2 separate regions of the Gossypium hirsutum genome follow, and region 2 is linked to region 1. A link is a contact called in public Hi-C data. All regions are on one chromosome and are shown on one strand. The core of a region is the stretch at or near the end of the contact, and the rest is flanking DNA. Distances in the headings are between cores, read along the strand shown.

Region 1 (6,200 bases), core at 3,269-5,768:
CTTTAATACTAATCTCCTAAATAATAAATAATAATATTTTATGACTCAGACGTCAAAAAAAGGGTTTCAAAACTATCATTTTTTATACCATTAAAAATCAAATTGTTACAATATATGCTACACATAACCACCTAGTTCGAAAGACATTGTCAAATTCACCTCGTTAAACCATGGAAAACACAAAACCCTAAAATTTATACTCAATTCATGGTTTCATAATGAATAAAATCGGTTCTAAATTGAGATATTAACTTAGTTAGAAAATAATATGTAAAGAGAATGTATTAAAAGAACAAAATCAAAGAAATAAAGAATTGGCTTATGTTTGAATTGGTGTTATGTTTAGCTTGAGAGACCTCTAAAACAGGATTGAAACCTGATTAAAACACCAAAATAAAACACAAATTTGAAACCTTAGGTTTAGAATATGGGACTTTTGAAACCTTAGGGCAACATAAATAAAGTGCCAAAATGAAATGTGGTTGACAAGTCTAAAAGGCCTGGTAATCTAGAGCTGATGGACCCAAAACATGTGGAACAAACCATCATCAGCACATCATACCTCTCTTCAATAAAATTTTGACATATAACACCCTCATTAATGCAAAGTTACATAGACTTAGGAATTGCAAAGTTGGTTACATCGTGCATATTCTACACACACCTCAAGTTAATCTTCATTGAAAACTCTAGAAATAAGAAAATTTAGAAAAAAAATTATTCCAATTACCAAAAGCTACACCAACAAGTATCTCCTTCGCTAAAATAATGGTTCTATCTTTTTAAGCTCACCTTTTAAGGCCTCGCCTATTTAGGCTTGCTCTTTCCTTTTTCAAGTCTCATCTCTCCAAGCTCACCTTTTCAAGCTCACCAACAATAATTTGATACACTTCTTCTAAAAAAGACACCTCGTTAAAAAAACATACCTTGGGGAATGTAACTTTATAGTTTTACCTTCGACTAGGGGAGGCAATTGTTGACATGAAGGACCTTACCAAGTCAACCGCTTGGACCAAAGAAAGGCTTGCTTGCATAAGGGCACACCTAATTGAAGGCTTCTATAAGCTTGGATAGTGAACCATTTCTAGATCACACTAGTCAGAGGCTTTTCCTACCACATTTAATAAAGTCAACCATAACTTAATTGTTGACTCTACAAAGTATATTCAAATCACATCCTATTCTTTCCAAGTAGAGTCTCTAAGCCTTAATATCAACAGATCATGACCTTACTTACAGTAAGACACCTATCCAAGGGGTTCTACGCTAAGCTCATCATCTATATAAACCCTATGCGTCTCTAAGAAGATTGCATGTTACGTCATTAGTATCGACGCTATGATCATACTCTATGCGAATAACCTCTAACATCTAGTATCACATCTTTAATCAACAATATGGAAGCTAAAAAAATTATTTTTTTTCTTTTTCTTTCATTTTAAATAGTCATGTTTTTTTTAATTTAATAGTTGTTTCACTGAAAATAAGTTATTAATTAAATTATCCATTATTTTTCATTTAACATCTCATCATTAGAAAATTATCCACTCTTTTATTAAACATCATTACTTTTTAAAATAAATATTATATATAATATTATTTTTCACTTACAATGCCAGTGTAGTACTACATAGTAATAACCGTCTTCTTTTCAACATTGAATTAATATATAATACCAAACTCAACAATTTAAAAAAAATATTAGAGGTTATACAAATAGCAAACTTTCGGATTGTATTCGGTATTCTCAAATTTCCCTCGAAACCCCAACATTTAATTTATTAATAAAAATGTTTTATCATATTTTCAAAATCGTGAGATGGATTCGCCGTACCTGTATGATAATTTAGGGTACATAAAAAAAAATCAAATCCCCCTCCAATGACGACAAAACTAAAACGTATTAACATTTTCCCACGATAAAAACTCCTCCCAAACTTTACATAGGCAGACATGATTATGTTCCTAATCTTATATTCCTTTTAAATATATATCACATGTAAGGCTGATTATTACTTTGCTTTTAGTTTCTAGTTTCTTTCTATTTTCTCACCTTCTTTCTTTCTTTATGGGCAAATCAAAATTTTCTTCTAAGTACTCTCCGCATACAATTACTATTGAAAGCACATACCAACCGGGAACCTCAGTTCTTTCTCTTTTCTTTCTTTGAGGGGTTAATATTTATTACTTAAAATTTTCTCTTTAGTCTTAAATAAATTATTTGTATTTATGTTTTAAGCCTATTAAACATTTTAATTTACCCATGAAAAGTTCTTATTTGTTTGATTAATGAAGTGTTGCATTGTAATTAATTATTAATTAATTAAATATTAAATATTTATTTTAAAATTATGGGTTATAGTGTGGTAGTTATTCGCCTTATCTTTTAACTATAAAGTGGGAGTTTGATTCCCGATCATGAAATATGACGGAAATGAAACATATTTCATGTTCAATTATTTACGTATTTAGAAAATACCACAACGAGAGAATTAATCATTATAATTGATAGTAAACACCTTAATTTTGATAAAAATATTTATTTTTAAATTATATTATTATGTAATTAAAATCGAAAAAGATATGCTCAAAATTAGATTCATGATGAACATGTTGAATACGACAATTTTACAGCAATAATTTGTAGTATTAATTTTAGTTAATTAGTGAAATATATAATAATATATTCTTCAACAATGATAATGAAAGATGGAAAGAAGAAATATGCGCATGATTGTAAAATTACAGTTGTATTTTGTCTGCATGTCATTAATAATATAATACAAATGTACATGAAAATTTTATCTCGATTTAAGTTATTGTTTAATAATAAAAGTTTTATTTAAATTTAATTGTAAAATAATTAACATAAAATATTTTTAATATATTTTAATTATGATTTAGGGTTTTATCCCGATTCAAATTGGTACAGGTAAACAAAGTTCAAGTTAGAGTATTGTTCGTGCTATGATTGTGTCTATGTTTAAACATAAAATGAGATTTTTTTTTATACAAAAATAGTTTTAATTTGAGAAGAAATCAAAGCCAAAAATATAACTTAAACTTATTTAATTTTTTTTCAAAAAAAATTGGGATAATAGCTACGAATGAAATGACGGGTAAATATATTATAAAAGTTTTTGTATTAGGAGTCAAATTGTATTTTTTTTCTTTATTAAAAATAGATAGATCAATCGTTATTTGTTAGATTAAAGAGTAAGTTGATTTTTCTGTAAAAAATTTTCATCTATTTTTATTGTTAAAAATTATCACTGTATATTAGCATGAGATACATATGACACACAAAGTATTACTGTCTTAATATTTTGCCAGCTATACGAGTTTTTAATAGTACAAATAGATAAAATTTTAACAAAAAATCAATTTACTCTTTCCTTAATGTACATAGATTAAATTTACTTATTTTTTTAATAAAAAATACTTTATAGTAATTTTACCTTCATGGTGAGAAAAACAAAAGCTGAGCAATGATTCAACAAAGGCAGCAACGAATGAAGTGTCCTAGAATTGGACCAAAAACCACCTAACAAAGACCAGAAAAATTGCAGCTCATCAAAACTGAACTTAAAATCCCATTGTCTTATTCCACTTTCAGAGAATAAGGGTTGGATTGACCCAATCATTAAATTACATGCATGTATGTTCATGAAAAAAATATTTTATTTTGGAAATTCAAATTTTATGCAAATACTTGATCAGATTTTAGGACACTTGCTGTCCTATGAATGGACAGTCAAAATTTATCAAATGGGTGGAATGTTTGTAATAATTACAAACTTCTTTCTTCCTTAGCTAATGAAAAATAAGGGTTAATTTGTATCAGTTTTGTTTTGTTTTCGTTCTAGAAATTCATAAAATGAGATTTTTAATATCACAAAAAACAACAGCTCAATATGAAAATATAAACTATTTCAAAATTTATATAAAGTGATTGATTAAGTTATTGTTATAAGTTAACTTAACATAAATTCATATGTAAAATTATTAAAATATTTTTAATTTAAAGAGTAATTAATATTATTTTAAATATCTTTTCATCTTTTCATCTTTTGATATAATTTTTAAATAAAATAACTAAAACATATTTAAGAATCGAACAAAGGATCAACAATTCATATAAAAAATCTTTTCGCTCCACTACTAATTATTTATTGATATATTTATATAAATATATTTTTAATATAAAATATTTTCGTTCACTCACATTATAAATATGATAAAATATAGTATTTATTTACATTTGCATGTTTCATGTAAAAGAAAAGAAGTGTATGAATATGAGTAATTAAAAAAATTATTTGAAATCACTTTCGATTTCAATAGAATTAATCTTAAACTTTAAAACGGATATGAAAGTTGTGATTATACAAAAGAAATTACTTTGAATTAAAAAAGTATTTATTAAAATATTATAATTAAAAATGAATAATGAATGTGTACGCAGATGAAAGGTATAGAATAGAAGGATAGTCGGATATAGATAACAGGAGTGGATCCCACACAGTGGAAGAAACGGTGGGAAGGCATGATTAGAAAGACAATGGCATCATCTGCACGTGTCTATGGACCACATTCCATCATCATAAAAAAAGTAGAGTTATATCATAACTCATTTTACTTTATTTAACTAAAAGTAAAACATACTGTTGTTTTACAAACCCTAACTACCATACCCTAATATATTGAGAATAATAAATATATCAAAATAAAATTCAAACCATAGCATTTACTTCCGATTCAATTAATCTCATGAGTTGATCCCACATAAGTGAGTTGAAAAATGTCTAAAAAAAATTTATTGAAGAAGTCGAGGGTTTTTTATTTTGTATTTTTATTAAAATTATAAAAAATACAATTTAAACCTAAAATAAATGATTATATAAGATTTGAACATATGATATTAAAATCTTAAAGCTTTGTGATTTGAATCAAAATCTCATTTAATTTTTATAAAAATATTTTTATATAATTTTTTCATTTAATTCTATAAATATTTATGTATTTGAAAGAACCATGCTTCTAGTATCACACATTTAGATATATTCAAAGACCAGTGACTTGCCTGGCTTTATTATCCGATTCACCTTAGATTAAATTTGAGTAAAATTTTCTTAACGATGAACTAGCTTGACCCGATCTAAAATAAAATTAAATAACTTTAAGATCATTATTATCTAACTTTAATTAATGTTAATATAAAACCATTCGTAACATATTTCTTAAACAATAAAATGGATCATTGGTTGGGTTCAGTTAGGCCGAGCTTAGACTCAAGGTTAAAATTCTTTTTAAAATCAAATCTTAACTTGACCTAACCTAACCCATGATCACCTTGACATGTACATTACACGCGATTTTATGCGTTTAAATTTTGTGATTTAAACTAAATAGTGTTACTTTAAGTAAATAATGCAAAGTAACATTAATTAGTAAGCATAATTAAAATATATCAATTAATTTGATAATCAAAATATTATAATAATAAAATAATTCTTAATCATTTTAAAGTATTTTTATAGGACAAGATTTTTGACATATTGTAAATTAATACTCCCTACTCCTCATTTTTATATTTTTAATAATAAATATAACTATATTAATTCGTAGATAATATATACATAATATAATATATTAGCTTATATTATATAAATCTATTATATACAATTTTATATGAAATATAAAATTATATAACATATGATATTTAAAACTAAAATAATGTAATTCTTGCGTAGTTAATAAAAATAATACTTTAAATATAAGATAATTCAATATAAATTTTAACCATTTTATGTATTATGATATTAATTCATTTAATAAAGTTTTTTTTGACAAAATCTAAATTCTAATTTATAAGTTTTTATGTATTATGATATTTATTCATTCAATAAAGTTTTTATTGACAAAATCTAAATTCATTTAATAAATTTAATTAAACAAACATTTTAATAAAATTATAATTTTTATTTAAAAATGTGATAAATCTTTATCATAATAAAAAAATATATTTAAAACTACAAAATCAATAATATAATAAACATTCAAGATGGTGTGTTTATACTAGGAAATATTTTTAATTTTGTGCTTATCAATTTTAATCACAAAGAGAAAAATGAAATATTAAAGAAGGAGAAAAAGGGTCATCTACTCCCACTTTAGCCAAAGATTTCACATTTCTAAGC
Region 2 (6,346 bases), core at 3,395-5,894, 230 kb before region 1:
AATATAAGATATTAAAATGTTTTTAGTATGACAATTGTGACAAATCTAAATCAAAGTTTTGAAACCAAACTGTTTTGATCAATTCGATGAGTTTAAATCAAATAAATTATTAGAAAAATTTTTATAAAAAATAAAAATCATGTTTGTAACTTGATTCAATTGATCTAAAGTAATTTGTCAAATGATTTTTAGCCTTGTTCCAAAATAATGTACCAGCCAATTCCCAATCAAACAAGTTGGGACCGTCTACTCTAATCGGGTTCTGGAAATACTAGTCTAAATTGAAAACCGCAAGATTGCTCTAAATTAAAGAAAAACGAAGGCAAACCAAAACAAACAATGTCTAGCAAGTATTAAAAACCCTATTAACCGACAAAAACAAAGCAAATATATAAAGGTTCCAAACTTAAAGCCTAATAAACTATGATTGCCCAGTTTTGATAAAGGGTTTGGCAACTTCTCTGCCAAGAAACCGGACCCGAATTTCAGTCACTCAGGAAACGAGGTTATCATTGAGGGACAATGAAGCCAATTGGTCGGCTTGATTGTTGGCCTGTTGCTGAGCAGCAACACTCCTCAACACCTCCATGGCTTCAGCTACTTTGGCCTTCAAAGCTTCTGGTGATTCAAGGAGATGCAAAACCTCTGTTTGGTCCATCTCCAGAAGCATGCCTGTAACCTTGGCAGCTGCATCACGCTCAAGCCGTTCCACAAGGGGGTACAAGCTTTCACCAAGCATCTGCTCACCAGTCCACACATTGAAAACATAGAAGTATTTAAGCTAATTAAGATCTAAAAACAAGTTAATACCAACTCTCAAAGTAAACAACAAAAGGTCTCACCGTCCTTTGCTGTTCAGGTGTCGCATTTGCAAGGGCTGTAGCCAAAGCTGGAATCGGCATAGGCTGTCCGATAGCAGCATCTCGCAAGGACATGCCACCCATGTCGTATGGAACAGAAAGCATGCCTCCACCAACATTAGACAGTGGAACTTCAGGCATGTTACGACCAGGGGGGTAACGATAGGCACGCCCCCTGGGCATCATCTGAAACAAATTGAATGGATTAGAACAAAAGACTTCAGTCAAAGCATAAGCATGAAATGCTTGCTAGTACACATGCATACAGCTAACCTGCTGCTGCATCATCGGCATTGGTTGCTGAGTCTGTTGGACAGCACCAGCTCCTCGTCGTCCCCCTGGACGCTGGCCCTGCTGACCCTGCTGTACCATGGGAACAAAGAAGTTTGGTACAGGGGGCCCACCAGGCCTCATTCCAGGAAGCAGTTGCTGCTGATAACCAAAACTAGCCTAGAATAGGTAACATAAGAAACAAGCATTTTCAAATACAAATCTCCTCTATGAGAGGCAAACTGTGTTATCTAATTGAAACCCAGTAAAGGTAGAGAATAATATTAACAAATCATCCAAGCATCCAAAATAGCAAGCAAGTCAAGTTAAAAGGATTGACAAGGACTCAAGATATATTACTTGTGGAGGAAGCATAGCTGGAGGTGCTTGCCCATATAAAAATTGCTGGCCAAGACCTGGAGCACCATACATTGGCATACGAGGAGCAACTGAGGGGATAATTGGTCTCATTTGAGAAAACTGAGCCTGAACAATAGAAATATGTAAGAATACTATTTGAAATACACGTTGATTCATAGATCCATTAGCAAACTTCTCAATGATTGAGAAGATGAACTAGACAAGAATTTCAGAAATATCAGAATACATGTTCCTTTATTAAATTGATGTACAGGACTAAAGAAAAATGCCATGAAAGTATACACAAATAACACTACAAAAATTTTAATGGTATATTATCATTGGTCATATTACCTGTAGCCTTGCTCTTCTCTCTTCTTTCCTTTGTGCCACTGCAACATAAAGTGGTTTGCTAACAACCATTTTACCATTCATCTCAGCAAGCTGTAGATGTGTAGCAACATGTTTTACATTATGATCTACACTGGGATGACCACCCAAAGTAAAAAAGAAACCAAACTTACAGCACGAGAGGCTTCTTCAGGAGTGGAAAATGCAACAAACCCAGAGCCCTTACTAATTCCATTAGGGTCACGCATAACCTGTAAAATTTTGAGGAGCAAAAGGGTAATAATATAAATATCAAGAGAAACAAGATTGCACTAGTTAGCATCAACAATCAAATAACCTAGAAGCATTTTACCAAACCTTGCAAGAAGTAATGTTACCAAACTCTGAAAAAAGTTCCTTCAATGTTTCATCACCAATACTATCATCTAAGTTTTTAATGTATAAATTTGCACCCTGAGATTTATCTGCAGCTTCCTTCATAGTTTGCTCAAATTGAGCTTTTAGCTCATGCTCTCTTTCAGATTTTTTCTGGGCTTTTCCAACATACCATTCTTTATCGTCAAATTTCTTTCCATTAAGAGCCTCAACAGCTTTAGCAGCATCATCAGCATTTTCGAAGTTGACAAATCCAAAACACTTAGACTTCCCATCTGCATCCCTCATAACTACGGCACTAGTAATTTCACCATACTCACCAAAAATTGTTTTTAAGTCTTCATCTGTTGTAGACTTGGAAAGATTTTTCACATAAACATTATTGAATTTGGCCTTATTCAATGCAGTCTCTCTTTCCTGTTTTCTAAGGAAATGTCCTACATAGACCTGCTTGTCATTAATCAGCATACCATTTAATTTGTCGATTGCATTTTGAGCAGATTCTTCATTGTCAAATTGTACAAAACCATAGCCCTTAGATTGGCCAAAACTATCAGTAGATATCTTGCAAGAAAGAATGTTGCCAAATGAAGAAAATGTATCATGTAATGCTTTGTGGTCAATAGACTTGTCTAGATTCTGCAGTGAAACCAAAAAATCAAAGTTATAGTTAAACATTAAAAGCCAACATTTTTCAACAGACAAATTATGCATACATGAAAACCATTACAGAAAATAGACCGATGGAAGTCAAAGAAATGAAGGAAGTTTCGTGTGAAAGGTGAAAGTACAAAGTTTAACAGGCAGGAGCAAGAGTCCTACAAAGGTAAGGAACAGCCAACCAAAATTACCATTTTTCTGATTTAAAAAGAAAAAAATATCCTTGGAGTGAAATAGAAATCCAAATGGAGGAAAGGGAAAAAAAAGGTAAAAATGGAAAACACATCAATACCTTGATAAATATGTTTGCGGTACCAGTCTTACGAAGACTAGGATCACGCTGAGAATACATGACTCGGATAGGCTTATTATTCAGTGGTGTGAAATTCAGTAGATCCATTGCCCTAGCCGCTGCAGGCAAAAATAACAAAAAGACACCGTCAATTAACTTGAACAATTCCAACGAAAGAACTGATTCTCCCACATGATAATTATCCCACATCATTTATTTTTTTTTAAAGTTATTTAGTAACGCAGAAGTTCAAGCAACTCATCGAAATGCCAGGCAAAACTGGTAAAACACTCAAACATCAAAGCTCAAAACTTGTTTGAGAAATATTCTTATATCTACAAATTGCAAGCAATTTGTGCAATCCTGAAGCCAAGTATATATCTAAGGTCGGTACTTCAACTTCAATTATAGTTACAGTTACTGAAGACATTCCAATTTAGCACAAAAGGAAATCGGCAAATTGCATAAATACAATAATACACCTAAAATTCTAATTAAATTACTTTAGGGAAGTAATCAAGAACTGAACATAATGTCATCAATGCAGGACTTTTCTTTCCCTTTAAAAAGAAATTTTCAATTATGTATTATGAGAAAAGCTTTGTTAAAATAATGAATAAATAATCCTTAAATAATGCCTAGATAGCGGATCCGTTCAAACAGCATCTACAAATCCTTAATACATCAAAGTTATCAAATAACCGTATATTGATAATGATTACCAAAATTCAATAAACTCTGTTCACATTGTAGAATAATTCTCAATCAAACTAACTACGCCGAGCAGCCTTAAATTATTAAATTACTAGAAAAAAAAAACTAATCTTTTACAGTCAAGTAGAAGTCTAACCATCGCGAAGGTTGTTATAATTGACATAGCCATAGCCAAGAGAGCGGCCGCTCGCCAAGTCCCGGCAAACCCTTACTGATGCGACCGGAGCCACCTGGCTAAACAGTTGGTAAAGCTGCTCATCGGTAACGGTAACATCAAGATCCCCGACATAGAGAGACGTAAGCATGAATTGCGCTCCTCCGGCAGCTCCCGGGGCCACGCCATTTGGACCGGAAACCGCCGCCTGATGCTGAACCTGAATCTGCGCCATCCTCAAAATAAACTAGCCCTAACTCTCCTAGATCCTTCTCCTTTTTTCGGATTTTTTCCTTTTTTTTGCTTCCCTCTCCTATCTCTATTAAATCAAAACTATAGAGAAAAAAAGGATTTTAGAACTAAAGTTCAAAATATGTGGGAATTTTTTTTTTGGTGTTTTGGGGAATGAAGAGGAGAGGGAGTGATAAATAGGGATAGAATCGTCGGAAATCCGGAGGAGAACCGGACGGAAGACAACGCCGACGGAGAATATATGAGTTTTGGGGTAAAAATAGATTTTTTTTTAAATAATAAGAAAGGTTTTGGGGGAGGAGGGCAGAGAAACTGCACCGCACCGGCGAAGAAGGAACTGTGTCGTTTTTATAGGTAAGACAGTTTGAGAAAAGTTAATATCCGCCGTCTGATCCTTTTAATGGAAATCAGATCTTAGCCGTCTGACAAAATCAGGGTGCTTGCGTGACAATGGGCAGTGAAATTACACGTGGCAATGTCAGCCGTCAACGGTTATACCAAGTTTCTTCCTTTTTGTGTTTTGTTTACGTCATCAATCTTATTCTCAAACTCAAACGCTATTTTGTTCGATAATTTTAATGCTTTCTTTTAGTTAATCAGCATTTTGAGAAAAAAAAACTATAAATTCTATTATCTTTTAATATATCCTACAGATAATTATTGAGAATTTTAAAAAAGTCAACGGACGATATTTTGAAATGATTTGTTAGAACTGATAAGATAAGATAGAGTAAAATTTTAAATACATATAAATTGTTTTTATAAAAAAATTCACTGTAAAAATATAAAACCGAACTCTGTTATTTTGCGCAATGCGTGTTGTTTTGACTTGGCCAATTAGTTGTGCCGTTTGTTTTGTTTGTTTTTAATTGGAGTCTTCTAATAAACCATTTTTAGTTGTATTTCAACTCTGTTTATCTTGTAAATTAGGGTGTAGTACTCCCCTTTTTATAATAAAAATATTAGTAAATCTTGGGCCAAAGTTCTAAAAATAGAACGGATGGTTTTTTATTTTCTTCTTTTTGATTTTACATATTTATTATTTAATTATTTTTTAAATATTATATTTTTAATTATAATAATTAGAGTAAAATAATATTTTTTATTTTAGTTGTTACACATAATTAAAATATATTAACTTTTTAATTCAAATGTTATAATAGAAAATTTTAAATAATGATTAAGGTACTTTTAACGTATTCAATATATAATATAGTTTTACTTTATGTAATTAATGTAAAGTAATAGTATTTAAAATAATAATTAATTAATTAATTAATTAATATAATTAACCTTAATATTATTTAAATGATAATTAACCCTTCTTTTTAATAAAAAATAATATTACTTTAAAAGTGTTTTTATCTTATAGAAATATCAATGGGCTCTACAGTACCATCGGCTTTGGAACGACCGGCATCTTCTATCCCTTCGTAGTTGGAGAGGGTGACAAAAAAAAGTAAAGAATAAAGAGGATTCTACGTTGGTGAATGATGATCAAGATATGCCTGAAGCCTCTGTGGGAAAGTTATCTTATAAAGATAAGTTGACGGCTAATGGAGGGGGGATGTTGTAAGTGCTTGGAGTTTGGTGGATGAGATTGAAGTTTTGCCGGAGGATGTGATTATTAACCGGGGGAAAACTATTGGATATAGAGCTCTCATTAGTCGGTTAAAACTTCTTTGGTTGCCGCTTGGGAGATTGCAACTAGTTGATTTGGAGCATGATTATTACCTGGTTAAATTTAGTGATGCTGGGGACTATGAAAGGGTGTTGTTAGATGGTCCATGGATGATTTATGGCAGTTATTTAACCGTGAAGCCATGGAGTCGGGACTTCTCAACAAGGAAATCACATCCATCTCACGGTCTGGTTTGGGTAAGACTTATTGGTCTTCCATATCGCTATTATATAAAAGGGTTGTTCCGAACACTAGCAAATGAAGTTGGACATATAGTCAAAATTGACTATAACACGTCTGGAGGGAGAAGGGGGAGGTTTGCTCGTATGGCAATTGTTGTTGATCTGAATAAACCTTTACTTTCCTGTATTGTATTG

What was found. Hi-C and Micro-C count contacts between places; a contact is called where the count stands out from the background.
Region 2: a Hi-C map of hypocotyl shows a contact between it and region 1, with 1.6 times the contacts expected there. The contact joins the promoter of LOC107922144 here to the enhancer-like site in region 1. A contact is called at or near these places in 3 of 34 Hi-C or Micro-C datasets (anther, hypocotyl and petal).

Annotation. Positions count from the first base shown.
Region 1 is chrD01:21,255,804-21,262,003 of Gossypium_hirsutum_v2.1, reverse strand. No RefSeq gene overlaps it. Among protein-coding and RNA genes, the nearest start is that of LOC107921114, 16 kb to the right of the region's middle. Within about 2 kb of position 4,518, at least 2 of the 9 cell types and tissues checked have an H3K27ac peak or open chromatin away from gene starts, as enhancers often do. A contact at or near this core is called in hypocotyl, where this site is marked.
Region 2 is chrD01:21,486,485-21,492,830 of Gossypium_hirsutum_v2.1, reverse strand. LOC107922144 (polyadenylate-binding protein 2) reads right to left here and starts at 4,644. Exons shown (of 9, transcript XM_016852014.2): 1 at 4,019-4,644; 2 at 3,169-3,287; 3 at 2,199-2,855; 4 at 2,015-2,092; 5 at 1,845-1,934; 6 at 1,491-1,616; 7 at 1,134-1,310; 8 at 843-1,046; 9 at 282-739. The coding sequence starts at 4,271. The coding sequence ends at 494.